2 separate regions of the Mus musculus genome follow, and region 2 is linked to region 1. Evidence: chromatin contacts called from public HiChIP or PLAC-seq data. All regions are on one chromosome and are shown on one strand. Each heading gives the region's core, a stretch centred on a gene start, on an enhancer-like site or on the middle of the called end of the contact. The rest is flanking DNA. Distances are from core to core; before and after follow the strand shown. Region 1 overlaps Prkca (protein kinase C, alpha). Region 2 overlaps Prkca (protein kinase C, alpha).

The links. HiChIP or PLAC-seq counts read pairs in DNA pulled down with a chosen protein or histone mark.
Region 2: a FOXA1 HiChIP or PLAC-seq map of pancreatic cancer cells shows a contact between it and region 1. The contact joins two enhancer-like sites.

The regions. Positions count from the first base shown.
Region 1 is chr11:108,099,526-108,103,467 of GRCm38.p6, reverse strand. All of the region lies in intron 3 of Prkca (protein kinase C, alpha), which reads left to right. Among named protein-coding and RNA genes, the nearest start is that of Gm51922, 11 kb to the left of the region's middle. Within about 2 kb of position 1,722, at least 50 of the 459 cell types and tissues checked have an H3K27ac peak or open chromatin away from gene starts, as enhancers often do. A contact at or near this core is called in pancreatic cancer cells, where this site is marked.
Region 2 is chr11:108,305,028-108,308,969 of GRCm38.p6, reverse strand. The region is part of intron 2 of Prkca (protein kinase C, alpha); the gene reads left to right. Among named protein-coding and RNA genes, the nearest start is that of Prkca, 37 kb to the left of the region's middle. Within about 2 kb of position 1,634, at least 39 of the 459 cell types and tissues checked have an H3K27ac peak or open chromatin away from gene starts, as enhancers often do. A contact at or near this core is called in pancreatic cancer cells, where this site is marked.

The sequences.
Region 1 (3,942 bases), core at 473-2,972:
CATCCTGCAGATTTGTCTCTCAATTCTTCTTGTGTCTCTAAACATGTACCTGGAAGGAGATGCTATGACATGCTTCAGGTCATATCATGGATCATAGCAGACAGGGCTGGAGCAAGGTAGCCTGACAGGTTGCCAGTCCTGGGTGATTAATAGCAGTTCCAGTCCCTGTGTGCTGTGGATCCAGGCTACCATGTGGTTACATTGTGGTTTGGTTTCTAAACTATCCACCACCAAAGGACAACAGTTCTGTTCACTTAATAAAGATGTATTTGCCTAGAATTCTAGTGTCTGACCCTAGGGTTTCATACGGATAAAGGCTTAGCTGTTGCACTAAAGAAATATCAGCTTGCAGTGGAAGGTTAGAGGGAGATTTGCTGTCTCTGCCATGGCAATCCTGTGTCATATACTTCCTGCAGACATCTGGGAACCCAGACTGTATCTCCATAGATACGCCATCACTTTCAAGGGTGCTGTTTCTGCCTGCATAGTTAGAACAGGATTCTCTATGTCTAGTTGGTAATGGGGAAGAACCATTCACTTCTCCATATTTGAAGTTAGAAGAACAACACCTTTGTGGGTTCACAGCCTATTTGCTCAAATCCAGTAACACAGCTACGTCTGACTGCACAGAAGGCTGGCACATGTCCCTCACTAGCTAGCAGACAGGAGTAGACACTTCAAGCTACAGTGTAGAGGAGTCCCTGTTACCCCATAAGGAAAGAGTGTCTCCTAGAAGACACCAAGTTTGTCATCAGAAAGGGAAGTTTTGTTTGTCTTTTTTTGACGGTCTCTCTTATAGCTCACACTAGCCTGGAACTCACTGTATGTCCAAGGCTAGCCTCAAACTCATGGCAGTCTCCTGCTTCAGCCTCTCAGATGCTGAGACATTGCGGGTATGAGCCAGCATACCATGCTCAAGAGTCTCTATATTGTTTTCCCTCACTCTCAGATTTGGGAGAGTAAAGCCCTACTTCTTGAACGGTGTTGCCCTTCGGTCTGCCTGACCAGATAGCCTCTGTATTTGGAGGACAGATGTCTGGGCAGACAGAGATGGTGTGGAAGGAACTCTGCCTGTGCTTGTGATTTCCCAGGGTTGGGTACAACGGCAAACTGTGAGTCTCTTCCTCCCACCCGTGGTATATTCCCCTTGGACATAGGCACAGATGTGGTTTGAAGATGAGCTGGAATCACCAACCTTGGCCGTGTCACCACATTACATTTGGTGCTATATCCTGGCACGTGGTTTTTGAAAGGAGTGCTCTGCTGACTGCACGGAGCTTGAACTTGCATTAACCTGCTCTCGGTGGTCCCCGTTGATGAGGCTCGGCCAAATGAACAAAGCCGTAGATTACTCTTCCAGATGGCTTCTTTATTTTTAGTTCGGTAAACCATTTCTAGAATCTCTTTATTCCTTCTCAGGAAAAAAAAAAAAAAAAAGAAAAAAAAAGATCTGAGTGACTCCAATCAAGGGTGACATCAGACCCTCCAGGAAAGACACTTTGCTTAGCATGTTATCACATGGCATGCTCACAGAAGTCACAGAAATTTTCTGTGACTGTGCAAGGCCTGCATTGTCATCTGGGCACACGTATGATTAGACAAGAGACTGCTTTCCCAGTTCCTGGCGGTTATGAATGGAAGTGGTGCCTGGTCCTTCTCCAGGGACGTCTGTGCAGCACTCGCTATACTTGCACAGCTGCAAAGACCAGGTGGAGTCACGAACCACAGGTGACTCACAGACCCACATTCCTCAACCAAGGTCCAAAATAGAAACTATGTAAACATTCTCCCTGGAGAGATAAGATCTTTGTTTCCTAAGGCAGCCATAGCAAGTTGCAATTTAGTGACAGGAAACAACAGAAAGAGGTCTGGTGGGCAGAAGTTCAAAGTCAGGGTGTTAGCTGGCTAGCCCTTCCATTCCCTGCTCTCCCCTGGTCTCCGCAGCTGCCTTTTATGTTCTTTGTTGTGGATTATTCCACCCTCTGCCTCTCTCTGTGGCTCTGATCGCACTCTGCTTCCTGGTATAAGGCCATCATTGGATGGATTTAAGAGCTACCCTAAATTCTAAATGAGCTCATCCCAGATCATCAACTTAATTGCATCTTCCAAGACCCTGTTTCCAAATCAGGTCGCCTTTGAAGATGCCAAGGATTCAGACTTGGGTGGGTCTAACCTTTAAGAAGAAATAATTCAACACTGTGATATCAGAGCAAACATGTATTAAAAAGCAAGCTAAGCCCATTGCCACCAAGCCCCATGTTGTGTCAACTGTAAGGACTTGTAGCACAGAGCTCTAGAAACGCATCACAGCTGGAGAGTCCCAGAAAGTTAGCTTTATGTCTTGCAGAGGTAGTTCTCATGCTAGGTGGCGCACGCCTTTAATCCCAACACTCAGGAATCAGAAGCAGGGGCATCTCTGTAATTTGAGGCCAGCTAGATCTACATAACAAGTTCCAGGTCAACTGGGGTACATAGTGAGATCCTGTGTGTAAAGTAATGTATGTATTCCCATGCAGAGAGAGAGACAGAGACAGATATAGTGAGGTACATAGATTGATTGATTGATTGATAGATTGATTATGGATTGCCTCTGGCCATGAGACAGGCCCATGTTGACACACAACTCCATTTGCTCAACTGTCGGTGAAACCAAGTCTCACACCTTGTCAGCCGCACTCCTTCATGTGTGCCCTCTTTTGCGTTCACGCAGTTAGTGTGGTGGATGCAGTGTCTATCGTTTATCTCTCTGGGCTTGATGAGTGCTACTGTGCTTCTCCTTGTGCGCCTTGTCAAACATTTTCTATTTCATGCCTTTGCTGTTTGTTGTTCCATTGAGCTTGATGAAAAGCAACATTTTAAAAGGCAAATTAGTACAGGACAGTTTGGAAAACTCAGAGCTGTAATTTTCTCTTGTGAGACTCAATGGATGTGTTTTCCTTCACTCTCCTGCCTGCAGGCCTCCACTCCTCTGCTCCACCTCATGCCTGGTGGCAGGAGGCCAGCCCCAAGTTTCAGTCCCCTCCAGAGAAACTGGTGTCTCTTTAACTGCATGATGCTAAGGGATGGTTTTTATTTCCCTATCTGCTCAAGTTTAGAAAACAAACCACACCAGCTATGTGTATGAAATCAAAGAAATTATAAAAACGTAACAATTCTTATCTAGGACCCTATGAAAACCAAACCTAAGAATAATAGGAATAGAAGGAAAAGACTCCCAGCTACAAGGCCCAGAAAATATTTCCAACAAAATCATAGAAGAAAATTTCCCCAACCTAAAGAAAGAGATGCATATATATATATATATATATATATATATATATATATATATATAAAGCCTACAGAACAACAAATAGATTTTCCAGAAAAGAAAATCCTCTTCTCACAAATTATCAAAACACTAAATGTACAGAAGAAAGAATATTAAAAGCTACAAGGGGAAAAGGCCAAGTAGCATATAAAGGCAGAGCTATCAGAATTACACCAGACATCTCAACAGAGACTCTAAAAAAAAAAAATAAAAAAATAAATCAAGATCAAATAAACAATTAAAATCATCCTATAACCCCTAAGGAAATAGAAGCAGTCATTAAAAGTCTCCTAACCAAAAATAAATAAATAAATAAATAAATAAATAAATTTATTTAAAAGCCCAGGGCCAGATGGGGTTAGTGCAGAATTCCACCAGACTTTCAAAGAAGAGCTAATACCAAAAAATTTATTCAAGGGATATTGTAGTCAGAGCAAGACAAGGTATGAAGTGGATTTGAATGTGTGTCAGAGTGGGATGGCCTTGAATGCTGCCATCACTTCCTGCTCTGGAGATTCCTTGGGGATTTATCCACAGGGTGTTTTCTGTGCAGCAATGTTCCTGCCTTGCACGTCTCTGGTACTCTGGGCCTCTAGCCCTTTCTTTAAGGTGCCATCCTCTTGAGCATAGGAAGA
Region 2 (3,942 bases), core at 385-2,884, 210 kb before region 1:
AAAACTGCCATATACCTCTCCTCACCCCCCTTCACATTCATGGCCTCTCTTTACATTAAATATTATTGCATGCATGTGTTTGTATAGATATCTATAGCTCTAACTATAAGCTGGTGAGTGCATATAATGTTACTTGTATGCATACTTTCAGGGCTGTTTGGCTACGAGCAATCAGTGGTGTGCTCTTGGTTAGGGAGGGCCACTCTCCCGTTCCCAGCTCTATTCAGCTCTCCGTGGCTCTTTGGGTAAGGCTAAGACCTAATGGGCTTTTTACACCCCCCCCCCCAGTTCGTCATGTTTGTTGAATACTCTCAATCTTAAAAAGTTTGTTAGTTTTGGTTCACCAGAGTCAAGAATATTCATGTCTAATACATTAATATATCAGATATGTTAATATAGTAAATAAACTAGATATGTTAACAAATGAAACCATGGGAGATACTGTTTTCATAAAAGTATCCCTGTTTACCTATTTGGCCACCTCTGCACACTGTAGGAAGATGTCGAAAGTAGCTTTTACCCTATATTGATTGCTATCCTTCTGTTTGCTGTCATTAGAGGTGACTTTCTGTCTATTTATTTATTTATTTATTTATTTTTGCGCTCGTCTTTCTGCTCTGTGTTGTCACTCCTTGTAAGTATTTTAATCTTTAACAATATAAACATGGGACGATGCTGAAAGATAATTTTCATTATTGGGAATAGCGAAGATGTTTTTCCCTATCCCTTTTTAGTGTTTGTGTCTGTTGCACGCACATATGTGCATGCGTGTGTGCCTGTGGAGGTCAGAGGTCAATGCCCGGTGTCTTTCTCTGTTGCTCTCCACCTAGAGTTTTTGAAACAGGGTCTCTTACTGAACCTGAAGCTCATCACATGGTCTCCACTGGCTGATCAGTGAGTCCTCAGTACCCACTCACCTGTCTCTCAGCAATGAGGTTCAAACATAGTATGCTTATTTTTCACTGGCTTTTACGTATGTGTATGTGCTGGGGATTCCAGCTCAGGTCTTCATGCTGGAAATCGCTTTACCCACGGAGCCATCTCCCTAGCCCATCTTTTTTTTTTTTTTTCATACTCTTAATAATTTTTAAAAATTAGAGGTGAGGAAGGGAGGGAGTGAATATTATGTTTTCCATCCTGAATACTGGCTACATCTGTTGTACACCCAGCCCTCTGAAGTGACCGACAGATGCAGGGGGGGCTTTGGAGGCAGTTCTGGCTTCTCACCTCTTCCCTGCCAGGCTTGTCCTCAGCATCTCATGTCTGTAACTTCTCAGCCATTCCAGGACCACACCTCTCCTCGCCATCAACTGTAGAATGCTGTAACTTCCTTCTAGCAGGGAAAGTCGCTTGTTTGTATTGCTTTTGAAGCAGTGCCCAAAGGGAAGGAGTTTCTGGCTTATGCCACTGCTTGTGCAAGAGCCCATTAGAGGCTCTTGCTGTGTCTGTGAGTCCGACAATCAGGTGCTAACAAATCACTCCTGTCCGCATGAGGGCAGCCTGGACAGAGGAAGACGGATGTGAGAGGCTGGGTCTGAAGAGTGGACCTGACTCAGTGAAGAACTAATATGGAGGTGACTGAGGGAGAGGGAGGTGCATGTCCAGGGTGACACCTAGGTTCCGTCAGGAGCAGCAGGGCGGATGGAACTGCTGTCCACCGAGATAAGGGACAGCCAAGAAGAGCTTGCTGTTTGCACATCTGAGTCATATCTGACCAGGTGACCTTGAGTTTCGTTTCAAAATCAATAGCCTTATAATATCCGGCATGGCGTGCCTTGAGCAGGTGTTTCAGGGTGGGTTTCTTGGGGCCCTATAATGCCCCGATTTTATTTTCTTTCTGTTAATTTCTCAATGGCATTTTCTGGGCAGAGGCACCTTTGGTATTTCTTAGGGAGTGCTGTGACTCAGGAAAGGCTAAGAGCCACTGACTAATTATGTCCCCTTGCAGAAACCGCTCAATAAATACTTGTCTTGGGCTCTCATTGCCGAGGAACAACACTGATGGATGGAAATTTCCTAGTCAGCCTCCTCTTCCCTGATGCTGCTTCTCTGGGGCATCACTCATCGGGGTGTCACTCATCACCACGGCAGTCTCTGAGGGGCTTTGTACAATTACCATGTACACAGTAGCTTTAATATTTTAGTATTTTTTCACATTTATTTGATTAACGTGTGTGTGTGTGTGTGTGTGTGTGTCTGTCGGTCAGAGGACAGCTTCTGGAAGTCAGTTCTTCTACTGTGTGGTTTCCAGGGATCAGAGCATCAGGCTCGTTGGCAAGTAGGTGTCTTTAAGCTGCTGAGCCATCTCACTGGCCCAAAGCTTAATCTTTCTTACAGAGATGGTCTTAGTATGTCACCACACCACTTAGCTTACCCGCGAGCTCAGTGTTCATGTCCCCATCTCAGACGAGGGAACCAAGGCTGAGTAACTGACAACTACCAAGTGTCAGAACTTGGCCTTGTTTAGACCAAAGTCATACTGTTTTCCTGGAGGATAATAGTTCTACTGGTTGGGACGGGACTGAGTTCCTTCTTTAAAAATCAAACAAATAAAAACAGCAAACAAACAAACGGAGCTGTCCCTGTAAAGGAGCCAAGTATGAGTGGCCGTGACCCAAATGAGTTCCAAATGGAGCACTTAGGTTCCTTGAAATTCCATGTTCTAACCTGGTAACTTCTGTTCATTTGCTTGGTTGGCTTTTGTGTTTTCTAGACAGGGTTTCTCTGTGTAGCCGTGGCTGTCCTGAAACTCACTCTGTAGACCAGGCTGGCCTCAAACTCAAGAGATCTGCCCACCTCTACCTTCTGAGTGCTGGGATTAAAGGTGTGCGTTCCCAGTGCCCTGTTAGCCTGTTAAATTTTTATGACATTTTAATAGTAACAGAATGAAGAAAGTCATAAATCAAGACCTTTCGAACACATTAGTGGGGACGCTGGGTAGGCAGGGTGCATCCCCGTGGGAAAGCTCTGCTTCGTGCCTCCGATGTTCTCTGTGCACTCTTAGCCTTTGGTTGGCAGAGGTCAGTGGTCTGCTAAGGCAATAGACTCCAAAGGTTTCACCTGATAATCACAAGGATGTTAGGTCAGGCACAGAGTTGGGCAATGGCTGTTAATGGGGTTAAAAAAGGTAACCTGAGATAAATTGCAATTAGTCTGTGTACCTGCATAGAAGTTCTGACCAACCAGTCAGCCTTGGCAAGGCCCAGCTTCCTTTCAGGAACTTCAATTCCCAAGTCATAACTCTGCTTTATACCCAATAGGCACGGTGGCACACCCCTGTAATCCTAGCAGTACTTGGGAGGCAGTGGGCAGAGGATCTGAAGTCCAAGGTCTTCTGCTATACAGTAAGTTCGAGGCCAGCCTGGGCTACATGAGTCCCCCTCCCCAGCCCAGCCCTAAGAAAGTGAAGAAGAAAGAAACAAAGAGCGGCATAGTGCAGTGTGCTCCAGCCTGGAGTATGAACAGGCCTCTCAGATGCCTGGCTAAGAGACCTGCTCTGTCTCTCAGTTCATGCTGTAAATTTAATTCCTTTCTGCCTCAGAGTGGATGCATTTCCCTAGGAGCCCTTATGCCTCATCTTGCTTTGAAAATAATAAAGCTACACGGAATTTCAGAATGCTTAAACCCAGCTCACAGATTTGAGATTGCTATCCTTGGGAGCATCTTCACCGCCCACACCAGAGTTCTCAGACTTTCCCATCTCGCTCTGTGTTCTGTGTGTGTAAGTTGTGTGGTCGAATTAGAACTTCTTGTTAGGAAGCCGGGTCTGAAAGTGGTCATTCATGCCTGGCCTGTGTGTGTGTGTGTGACCGATGGGCAGTCATCTCCGTTTCCTCCTGAGTCTGCTCTAATGATTTTCAGAGCAGTGTTGATGTGTGCCATCTCTCACCTAATGAACTTTATGAGGAAGCCCATGCAGTCTCAGGTTATCCAGGGACTTAA